Regions from separate parts of the Danio rerio genome. Here region 1 is linked to region 2. Evidence: chromatin contacts called from public Micro-C data. All regions are on one chromosome and are shown on one strand. Each heading gives the region's core, a stretch centred on a gene start, on an enhancer-like site or on the middle of the called end of the contact. The rest is flanking DNA. Distances are from core to core; before and after follow the strand shown. Region 1 holds the start of rxfp3.3a1 (relaxin family peptide receptor 3.3a1). Region 2 overlaps LOC141375393 (a long non-coding RNA gene).

Region 1 (4,706 bases), core at 13-2,512, 400 kb before region 2:
CTTATTGAATGTTACATGTTTATGTAGAGACATTTAGATGTAATAAAATGCATTGAGTTAACCTTTTTGGCTCTTGATGTTTGAGATATTAAACATTTCTCTCCTTTATGAAAAGCTCGGCTACTTTAACTTGCTGACTGGGAAGTAAGTGCTGTAAGACAGTCAGACACGAGGCGTTTGAGCTGAATGGCGTTCTGCTCTGCGATAAAGGTCAGACGAGCCTGAATCAATCTGTGGAAAAGGTGAAGATTCTAAATTGAGAACTAACCTGGTGCCTGTTCATATTTCAGCAGCAACTGTATCTGGGGCAACAAACGCTAACCCATTTTCAACTCTCACAGGGAGAGTTTAGATTATTTCTAACACCTCTTTATTGTATATATGCATTTAAAAGCTCTTTTCTATCTTCTAGATTGCCTTTTATGAATGATAGAAGCCACATACAACCATCCAACTCTCATAACCTCTCAAATGTAGAGTAGATAGGGGTGGCTCTGAATGTATTCAGATTTCTAATGCCTTTAAAATAAATCCTACTGTAAAGCGCAGGGATTTCTATCCTGCCGTTCTTTTGTGTAGTGATGCTCAAGGCTTTATCCCTGAGCATCAAGCTGTATTAATGTTGGTACTTAGGCTGCATATTTACATGTGAACAGCAGATGGCAGTGAATACTTACCCAGAGATCCACCTGCTTTACTGCAATGTAACATGTTTAAAGTATATAGCCTTATTTAAGCAAAATACCTGCAATAATGACTTTTTTATTGATATTTCTATTTAATCATGATTAATAAGTTATTTAAAGCCTGTAGATTCACAAACATGTGCAAAAAAATGTAAACCATGATTTAAGAATGGCATGCAGGATAGGAACTATGAGCTAATAATAAATAAAAAAATTACATTAGTCTTGTTTACCTTAATATTAGTTATTGTACATGTTTCCATTTATGTCTCCCTTCCGAAAATGATACATGGATTTATTATAGCAAAAGTGTATCTAATAAGCATGTTTTGTTGTTGTTCTTTATTATATTAACTGCAGTTTCTGTTTCCACAAATTAATCAAGAATAATGCAAAAAAAAAAACATGGTTAATTTTCATAAGAGAATGTTTTTTATATTGTTACGACGTGCATAAAAAAATTGAAAGGTGTTTGTATCAGCCTGCGTTTATTCAGTGACGAATCGCTGATCTCGGTGGGCGGAGACATTTGAAAAGCGCCCGACATAAATTGTAGAGCGCGCCGCATTCTGCTCAATACTATCAACACCATGTACTTGACTGTGGCCATAAAGGGTGAGTACGGCCAAAAACTACACGCACAAATTAATTGAATCAACAACAGTTTGGTAGAATGAATATTTAAGTGCGCGTAAAGACATGGGAAACACCGAAGTTGTGAAGTCGCTGGATATGATGGGAGACAGTAATCAGAGCGGTGTAATAAACAGATCAATCAGTGACCGCGAGCGCTTCAAAAGTCTGGAGGACATCGACGTGTCCGCCGACGGGAGTCCGGTGTTGAGGTGCTTGATCTCCATCACCTACTCTGTGGTGTGCGTCGTGGGTCTGGTTGGAAATCTGTTGGTGTTCTTCTTCATTCGCGTCAGGCAAGAAAGACGCATATCCAAGATAAACTTCTTCATCCTCAACTTGGCGGTGACGGATTTCCAGTTTGTGTTGACTTTGCCTTTCTGGGCAGTGGACACGGCGCTGGACTTCAGCTGGCCGTTTGGAGACGCCATGTGCAAGATAATCCTGTCGGTGACCGTGATGAACATGTACGCGAGCGTCTTCTTCCTGACGGCGATGAGTATTACGCGCTACTGGTCAGTGGCTTCGGCTCTGAAGGACCGCAGCAGGCAGACCGGCTGCTCGATACGGTGGGTCAGTGTGATCCTCTGGGCTCTGGCCACCGTGGCCACCGCGCCAACATCCATTTTCTCCACAGTCACTAACGTGGCCGGTGAAAAACTTTGTTTACTGCGCTTTCCTGACGGACAGTACTGGCTGGCGATCTATCATGTCCAGAAAATCCTCATCGCGTTTGTTTTGCCCATGGCGATCGTGTCTGTCAGTTACCTGCTGCTGCTGAGGCTCATCCGGCAGCGGAGCATGAAGAACAGCTCGAAACGGCGCACGCAAGTCACCAAATCCGTCACCATAGTGGTCCTGTCCTTCTTCCTCTGCTGGATGCCCAATCATGCCATCACATTTTGGGGCGTGCTGGTGAAATTCAACGCGGTGTACTGGGATAAGTCGTACTATATCGTTCATACCTACGTGTTCCCGGTGACCGTGTGCCTTGCGCACGCAAACAGCTGTTTGAACCCACTTATCTACTGTCTGATGCGCAAAGAGTTCAGGAAAAAAATTAAGAACCTTTTTATTCGAGTCTGAGAAACGTGTTTCTCGTCCTGTGGAACCCGTGTTCTTTCCTGTTCAATGGGTTATTTTACTCAGAATGTTATTTACTTCTCCTCAAGCTTTATTTCTTCATTTGAGCCCTGAAGATGTGTTTACATATTTGTGGAAATCATGGGTTCATGGTGAACTGCACTTTAACAATATACACTTGGTGTATATCAGTTGTATGTGTGATTGTTTTGGTACAGTGTACAGTTCTTGTGGAACAGTTTTTGTAAAACATTCAAACAGAAAAATTGCTAATATAAAATAGTATCTTTTGCGTGAAAAGTGCAGCTAAATTAAATTCAGCGGCATTACATTTTTTATTTTCTGTGAACAAAACTGATATGCTTATCATTCCTCTTGCGGGAAAGTTGTAAACCTAATACAGTATTGTACACTTGATCCCAATTTCTGGGACAATTGTGTGTATCTTGATGTTTGGGGGTGTTAAATTAAATTAAAACCTGATTTTAATAAACACACAGATACTGTTTAAGAAGCCAGAAACTGTGTTTTTGTAGGATGGATTTGAACAGCAAGTAGGGTACATACCTTCTTAAAAAATATAATTAAATGAACTTCTTCCGTCAGTCAAATTTCATTGTGAATATTTTGGCGTCTGCTGCTGGGAAATACATGGATTTTTGAAAATCTGACACTTGTATTGAAAACAGTATACATCATTTTCAAGGCCATGGTGTTCATAAATGTCAGATGAAGGCAAGATGAATTTTTTGGCGATAAAGTTTGATATCAGCAGGTTCATTATCTTGCAGACTAAATTCAGTAGAAAAGCTAATATGCTGTTTGGTGGCAAGGCTAATTATGACAAGTCTGAGAAAACTTTGTTTAGTTTTATAATATACAGTTGAAGTCAGAATTATTAGCCCCCTTTTGATTTTTTTTTCTTTTTTAAATATTTTCCAAATCATGTTTAACGAAGCAAGGAAATTTCACAGTATGTCTGATAATATTTTTTTTTCTTCTGGGGAAAATCTTATTTGTTTTATTTCGGCTAGAATAAAAGAAGTTTTACATTTTTTAACAACTGTTTTAAGGTCAAAATGATCGGCCCCTTTAAGCTATATTTTTTATCGATAATCTACTGAATAAACCATCGTTATACAATTACTTGCCTAATTACCCTAACCTGCCTAGTTAACCTAATTAACCAAGTTAAGCCTTTAAATGTCACTTTAAGCTGTATATAAGTGTCTGGAAAAATATCTAGTAAAATATTATTAACTGTCATCATGGCAAAGAAAAAATAAATCAGTTATTAAAAATAAGTTATTAAAACTATTATACTTAGAAATATGCCGAAAAAATCTAAACAGAAATTTGTAAAAAAAAATAAAATAAATAAACAGGGCGGCTAATAATTCTGACTTCAACTGTTTATGCTTATACAAATATTGAGTTAGAAATACACCCTTTGAAAGAACTATCCAATCATTTTTTTAATACACTGCTTAAATACCTCTTCTCAAAAGCATTATTGAAAGAATATTTTCTTATATTTTACACAGCATTTTAAGAATGGATGACCATCCTTAGCAAATTTAGGGTTCTAATCCAATTTGTTAATTCTTCTTTTCTCTCAGCACATGTTCTGAATGTTAACACACACTCACTGGATCCCCCTCTCCCTTGCCTATCAGACATGTCTTATTTTCAGTTAGCATTACTGACAGACACTCACAAGCTCTCAGCCAAGAAACGACCTTCCATCCTGATCAGAGCTTCGTGATTCAAAGCATTGGGAAATACACGAGGAAACAGCGCGGCAGAAATGTTTCATCTAGTCAGGCAAGGCCATATTAGTCTCTGCACATATCCGAATGTGTTTTTGTATCCTGTTGAAATGACAGCTCTGCGGCGTGCAGTTAATTACCCAGAAAAAGGGGCCGATCAGGATCATAACTGATGAGAATGCTTAACGTCTTGTTAAATTGTGGTTGCTTTAAATCACTTACACAGTAAGCTAATGAGGGTCATTTGCAGGCAATTTGGAAGATTTGAAAAGACGGTACATCTGCTACTGTTTACCGTCACACTCACATGGGAGCTTCTTTAATGGACACCCGGCCGGCACAGAAGTGATGCTCTTGACCATGTTGTGTTGGTTATGATACGTCACAGCTTCGGCTTCAGTCTGTAGAGGCCAGCAGACTCTGAGGAAAAGTCTGAATGAAAGAGTCTTTTTTTGGAAGCAAACATTTACCCACTGAAGACGGTTTTCAAACAGAAAGGAGCCTTTAAAATCAAAGCAGTAGGCTGGCATCTGCT
Region 2 (4,969 bases), core at 1,709-4,208:
TTCCACCCTCTTCTCCTCCTTTCCTCCTTTACCACAGGGAGCTCTCGAGAACCACCTGATCTTGTACTCCCCTTACATGCTCTATCGACCATTCGGGAGCCCTGGGCTCTACTTTCTCCGAGCTCAGGGTTCTCTCCCGGGCCAGCATGCCAAACCTGCTAACATTTTTCAAACAATATCTAAGTGTGAACTCTTGAAATATACTTATGATAAACAGAATGACAAAAGGGGACCCTCAAATTATTACCCTTAATTTAATCCAGTAAATCACAAAATAAGCAAGAAATATTATGAATGGTTTGAATTTTGTTGTGGACAAAGGGATTGAAAAGGTTGATGATTACTGTTTGTCAGTGAATCATCAACACTGCAGTCATTTTTGTAACCAATGTCACACAGACACACACACAGAGCCGCTCTGTTTCTGGTGTCTGGTGTCCGCAGCTGTGACCGTCTTTCTGACAGTGCCTGAGAGTGAATCATTGCACCCATCACTCATGGGACGTGTTCTATTTAACAGGTGAAAGCAGGCCCTGAATGAGGAGACAGGAAACAAGTCAGGCCAACAAAAGCTTCAAAACCTGCTTGTGTACTTGGAAAACATCATGCCGGCTGTACAAACACATGCTGTGTAATTAGGAGAAACAGAATGAGGAAAGGGAAGAGACCGGGATATATTTTCTATCACTGCTGAGTCGAAGGCTTTGAGATGAGTATAGTGAGCTAAGGGCTAAACAAACACCACCAAACCCAATCTATTATGGACACAATCCAACGTACAGTCTGCTGGAATGCTAATGACCTGATCGCTAACAAGAAACAGGGTCACTTAAACTCCAATTAATTGATCAAATGCCAATCCTGTTGATTTAAAGTTACAATCAGAACACCCAGTTCTTTCTGAAAAGCTGAAACAATGGCTGAAATCAGTATGATTCATTTCAGATTGGTCAGGTCTACATTTTGGTTTAGTATGTAGATTGACTTACATTTGTGGCTCTGTAAATGTGTTATGATCACCAGCGATCTAGTAGCTGCAGATTGCTGATAAACACACTGAACGCTGGAGAACTACCTGTACTCTGACACCTGTTCTGGTTTACTTTTGATTGCAAACACACAGCTGAAGCTATTCAGAATGAATCAAACGGGCTATAAAGACAGCACACACACACACACACACATTATTGCTGAGTCTTGTTGAACTGATTACGCTTAAACATTATGACGCATATGCCTTGTCTTGCCTTGCCTTGCCTGGCTGTGTTTGACCCTAGCTTTGTTTTGTTTGTTTATTTGTGTTGTCTGCCTCCAGCCTTTTGATCATCTGCCTGTTGCATGACCACGACCCTGGAATGCATGTATACATCTGTTTGCCCCTGTGTTGACCGTTGCTTGCCAGACCATCTCTGTTTAATAAACCTGCATTTGGATATGCACTTCCTTTGTCAGTGTCCACCTTATGTTACAATGCACAGTACATGTCTATTGTATTATTAGAATGTTTTTTATTTGTTGATTTTTTTATTTTTATTATGTAAAGCCTAACCAGAGACGAGGGCTGCAAATTAGCTTTATGCTATATGCCCTATGTACTAACATTAATTGTCTTTGTATAACAGTGTTTGGTGTATTGTCCCTTTTAATTAAACAAACAAATAAAATAAATAAAACATACTCGTTGTTAGCATTTAATAACCCATTTCTGGCTAAAATGTTTTTCAAATAATTCCTAAAAATAGTGTAAGGCTTAAAATTACCCTGTAAAAAATACAGCTTGAAAAAAAGTTGAAATTACTTTTTTTTTTTTTGTTAGTTTGGCAAAAATCTTCTTAGTTTGGCAAAAAATCTTATACAGACAAAAATGTCTGTATAACTACATTTAACATATTTACATAACCTAAATCAAAATTTTCTTCATTAAGTTAAAAAGCTTAGTTTTGTTAGCAAAATTTTGCAACCCAAAATATCTTCTGCCAACGTGTTACTTTGAGTTAATCTCAGACATCCACACTTGAAAAAATAAAGGTTTCAGTATTTCTAATCCTAACAACAACAACAAAAATAATAATAACACCAATAATAACATTATTCTTTATATTATTAACAACAACAACAACAAAATTATTCATTTGTAAATTGTCTTTTTTCTGCACAGCTGCAGAAAGACTTTTAATTTGAATTTTCATCTCACATTTACCTAGTTCGCTCTACGAGAAAAAAAAAAAACTCTTAGCGAATGTGGACGGTTCATTTGTATTGAACTGTTATGTATATTTATGGACGTTTTTTCCGAACAAAATTCTAATGAAAATTCATTTCAAAATTTTTTAGTTTTGTCCATTAGAATTCAAGAAGAGATTTTAATAAATAAATAAATATGTTCCTTGCTTCACATATTTTATTCATCAAATTAAAACTTCCTTCCCATGTTATGTTAATGTATTTTTAGGCAAATACAGTGCTTTTAAATATATTTAGAACTTTTTTTCATAAATATTCAAAAATGTCCAAGAAATGTGGCTGTAAAAACTGTATTTATGTAAATATATTTTCTTAAAATTTATGTTTAGCAAACATTTTTTGGGGCTGTTATTTGTGTATTTTGAAATATATGTTGCTGTTTTTACCTTAGGGGTAATAGATGAGGCATAGGCCTGTTATTAGCAGCTTCATTACAGTTGTTGTTTTTGAAATTTCATCTAGCACATCATTTGTCGGTCGTCTCCCAATTCACTTGCTAAACCCCTCAAAAACACGAGAAATGAAACACCCAGCTGGCAGACACAGAAGAGCCAATCAGTCATATTTATCACAATGCTTCAGTGGATGTTGAAGTGGCCAAATGTGTGTGTCGTGCACTAACACAAACAGGCAGCGCAGGGAGATAAGAGGGTATTTAGGCAGTAATTAGCAAGCGTGAGAGTGAAATGGCGCGGCGGCCCGGTGTGATATTTGCTGCTGCTGTGTTTAAAGGCAGCCTGAGTAAACAGTACAGGGAAGGTCAATATTATTACAAGGAGGTCTTGGAACAGTGAGACTGTGGAGCTGAGGAGGAACTGACAGCTGTTTCCCTGTTCCCTGATCAAACATGACAGGATGTCGCTTCCTGCATGTCATGAATATGGACTTTGAAGATGAATTGGGATATTTGCCACCTATTAGTATGGGAAAGGGAAATATCAATCTGTCTGTCTATGTATATTACATAATATATAATATGCAGGCTGGCAATAAAAACTTTGAAAACATTATCTTTTTTTAATGTTTTGAAAGTAGTCTCTTTTGCTTCTCAAGGCTAAAAAGACTGTCCGTAAAATAGCAGTTTTTCTTTTTTTGTGATTCATGTTTTATGCATTATGGGACCATTATGGAACTGTAGAGATACATTTCCAAATCAAAAGTCGATGGAGCAACCACAAACAAACAGAAAACACAAAAACGGTTAATTAACAGAGTTTTTACTGTGTATATTTATGTGAAGTACAGTAAAAACAGAAATATTGTGAAATACTGTGTTGGGGAAATAAAACAAACATCAAATAATATATTATAATCTTATTTTTTGTCCAACACTGAATATTATTTAATTTTTGAAAGTTTTTTGTGTGAATGTCTTGTGGGTACTAAAATTGTAAGCTGAATTTCAACATCATTACCAACTTTAATGTCACATGATACATGAAAATGACAATTAGTCAAAACAAGAAGTCTTTTCATTTGTTGATTAGATTGAAATAATTTTTTCTACTAAATATTGATTTCTTAACTGCTCTTAAGCTAAAACAAAAACATTTTGTTGACATTCTTCAGAATTTAAATGTCTGGACAATTTTGCTTTTGAAAGTTTAATAACATTAAAAAAAATATATTATAATACTAGAATTTGTTTCATAATATTATATTTTATTCATTAACAATAAAATAACTACATTTAAAGTCAGAATTATTAGCCCCCCATTGATTTTTATTATTATTATTTGAAATATTTCACAAATGATGTTTTACAGAGCAAGGACATTTTCACAGTATGTCTGATAATGTTTTTTTTCTTTGGAGAAAGTCTTGTTTATTTTATTTTGACTAGAATAAAAGCCGTTTTTAATTTTTTAAGGTCAAAATTAATAGCCTTTTAAAGTAATATTTTGTTTTGATAGTCTACAGAACAAAGCGTTGTTATACAATAACTTGCCTAATTACCCTAACCTGCCTAGTTTACCTAATTAACCTAGTTAAGCCTTTAAATGTCACTTTAAGCTGTATAGAAGTGTCTTGAAAATATCTAGTCAAATATTATTTACAGACAGCATGGCAAAGATAAAATAAATCAGTTATTAGAAATGAGTTATTAAAAATATTATAGAAATGTGTTGAAAAAAATCTTCTCTCCATTAAACAGAAATTGGGGATAAAATAAACAGGGGCGCTAATAATTCGGGGGGCTTAAAAATTCTGACTTCAACTGTACATAAATGCAACAATTTTATGTTTAGTTGGTGACTGTTTAAAACAGGAGAACAAACATTGTCCTGTGCTGCCCCCTGCTGATACCATTTTGAATTACAAACCTCAGAAATCAGATTGGTCCTGGATCCACAAATAATTGCCCTCATTTATCAGAGGTTGCAATCAAGAATTTCCACCATTTTAATTCGGATCGGTTTGTTTCTTTTAAATGGCATCCAGCTGTGATCAGTTTCAAAGCTTTTTGTGCAAAAACAAACAAGCGTATCTCAAGCTCTCATTTCACAGTTGAAAGTGTGAGTGTGAGAAGAGCAGTTAAATCTCCTCCAACAAGGCCTTCTTAACGGGGCACTAAAGTATACTGTCAGATGTGTGTGGATGTGTGCTTTTGTCAGCCTGTGTGTTTGCCTTTCACAATTTGCTTTGACATTTGTCATCTTCTGCCAACAAAACAGAGAATGCTGAGCAAACAGCATCAGTCAGAGTGTGTGCACAGTAAACCATG

Evidence for each region. Hi-C and Micro-C count contacts between places; a contact is called where the count stands out from the background.
Region 1: a contact with region 2 is called in a Micro-C map of caudal fin, with 11 times the contacts expected there. The contact joins the promoter of rxfp3.3a1 here to the enhancer-like site in region 2. A contact is called at or near these places in 5 of 18 Hi-C or Micro-C datasets (caudal fin, embryo, hematopoietic stem cells and 1 more) and 1 of 4 datasets of contacts at active chromatin or transcription factors (embryo).

Annotation. Positions count from the first base shown.
Region 1 is chr7:33,942,803-33,947,508 of GRCz12tu, reverse strand. It overlaps rxfp3.3a1 (relaxin family peptide receptor 3.3a1), which reads left to right and starts at 1,262. Exons shown (of 1, transcript XM_005168953.6): 1 at 1,262-4,706. The coding sequence starts at 1,386. The coding sequence ends at 2,405. pias1a (protein inhibitor of activated STAT, 1a) reads left to right here. Exons shown (of 15, transcript XR_012383356.1): 15 at 1-58.
Region 2 is chr7:33,540,325-33,545,293 of GRCz12tu, reverse strand. The region is part of intron 2 of LOC141375393 (a long non-coding RNA gene); the gene reads left to right. Among named protein-coding and RNA genes, the nearest start is that of paqr5b, 28 kb to the right of the region's middle. Within about 2 kb of position 2,958, at least 15 of the 62 cell types and tissues checked have an H3K27ac peak or open chromatin away from gene starts, as enhancers often do.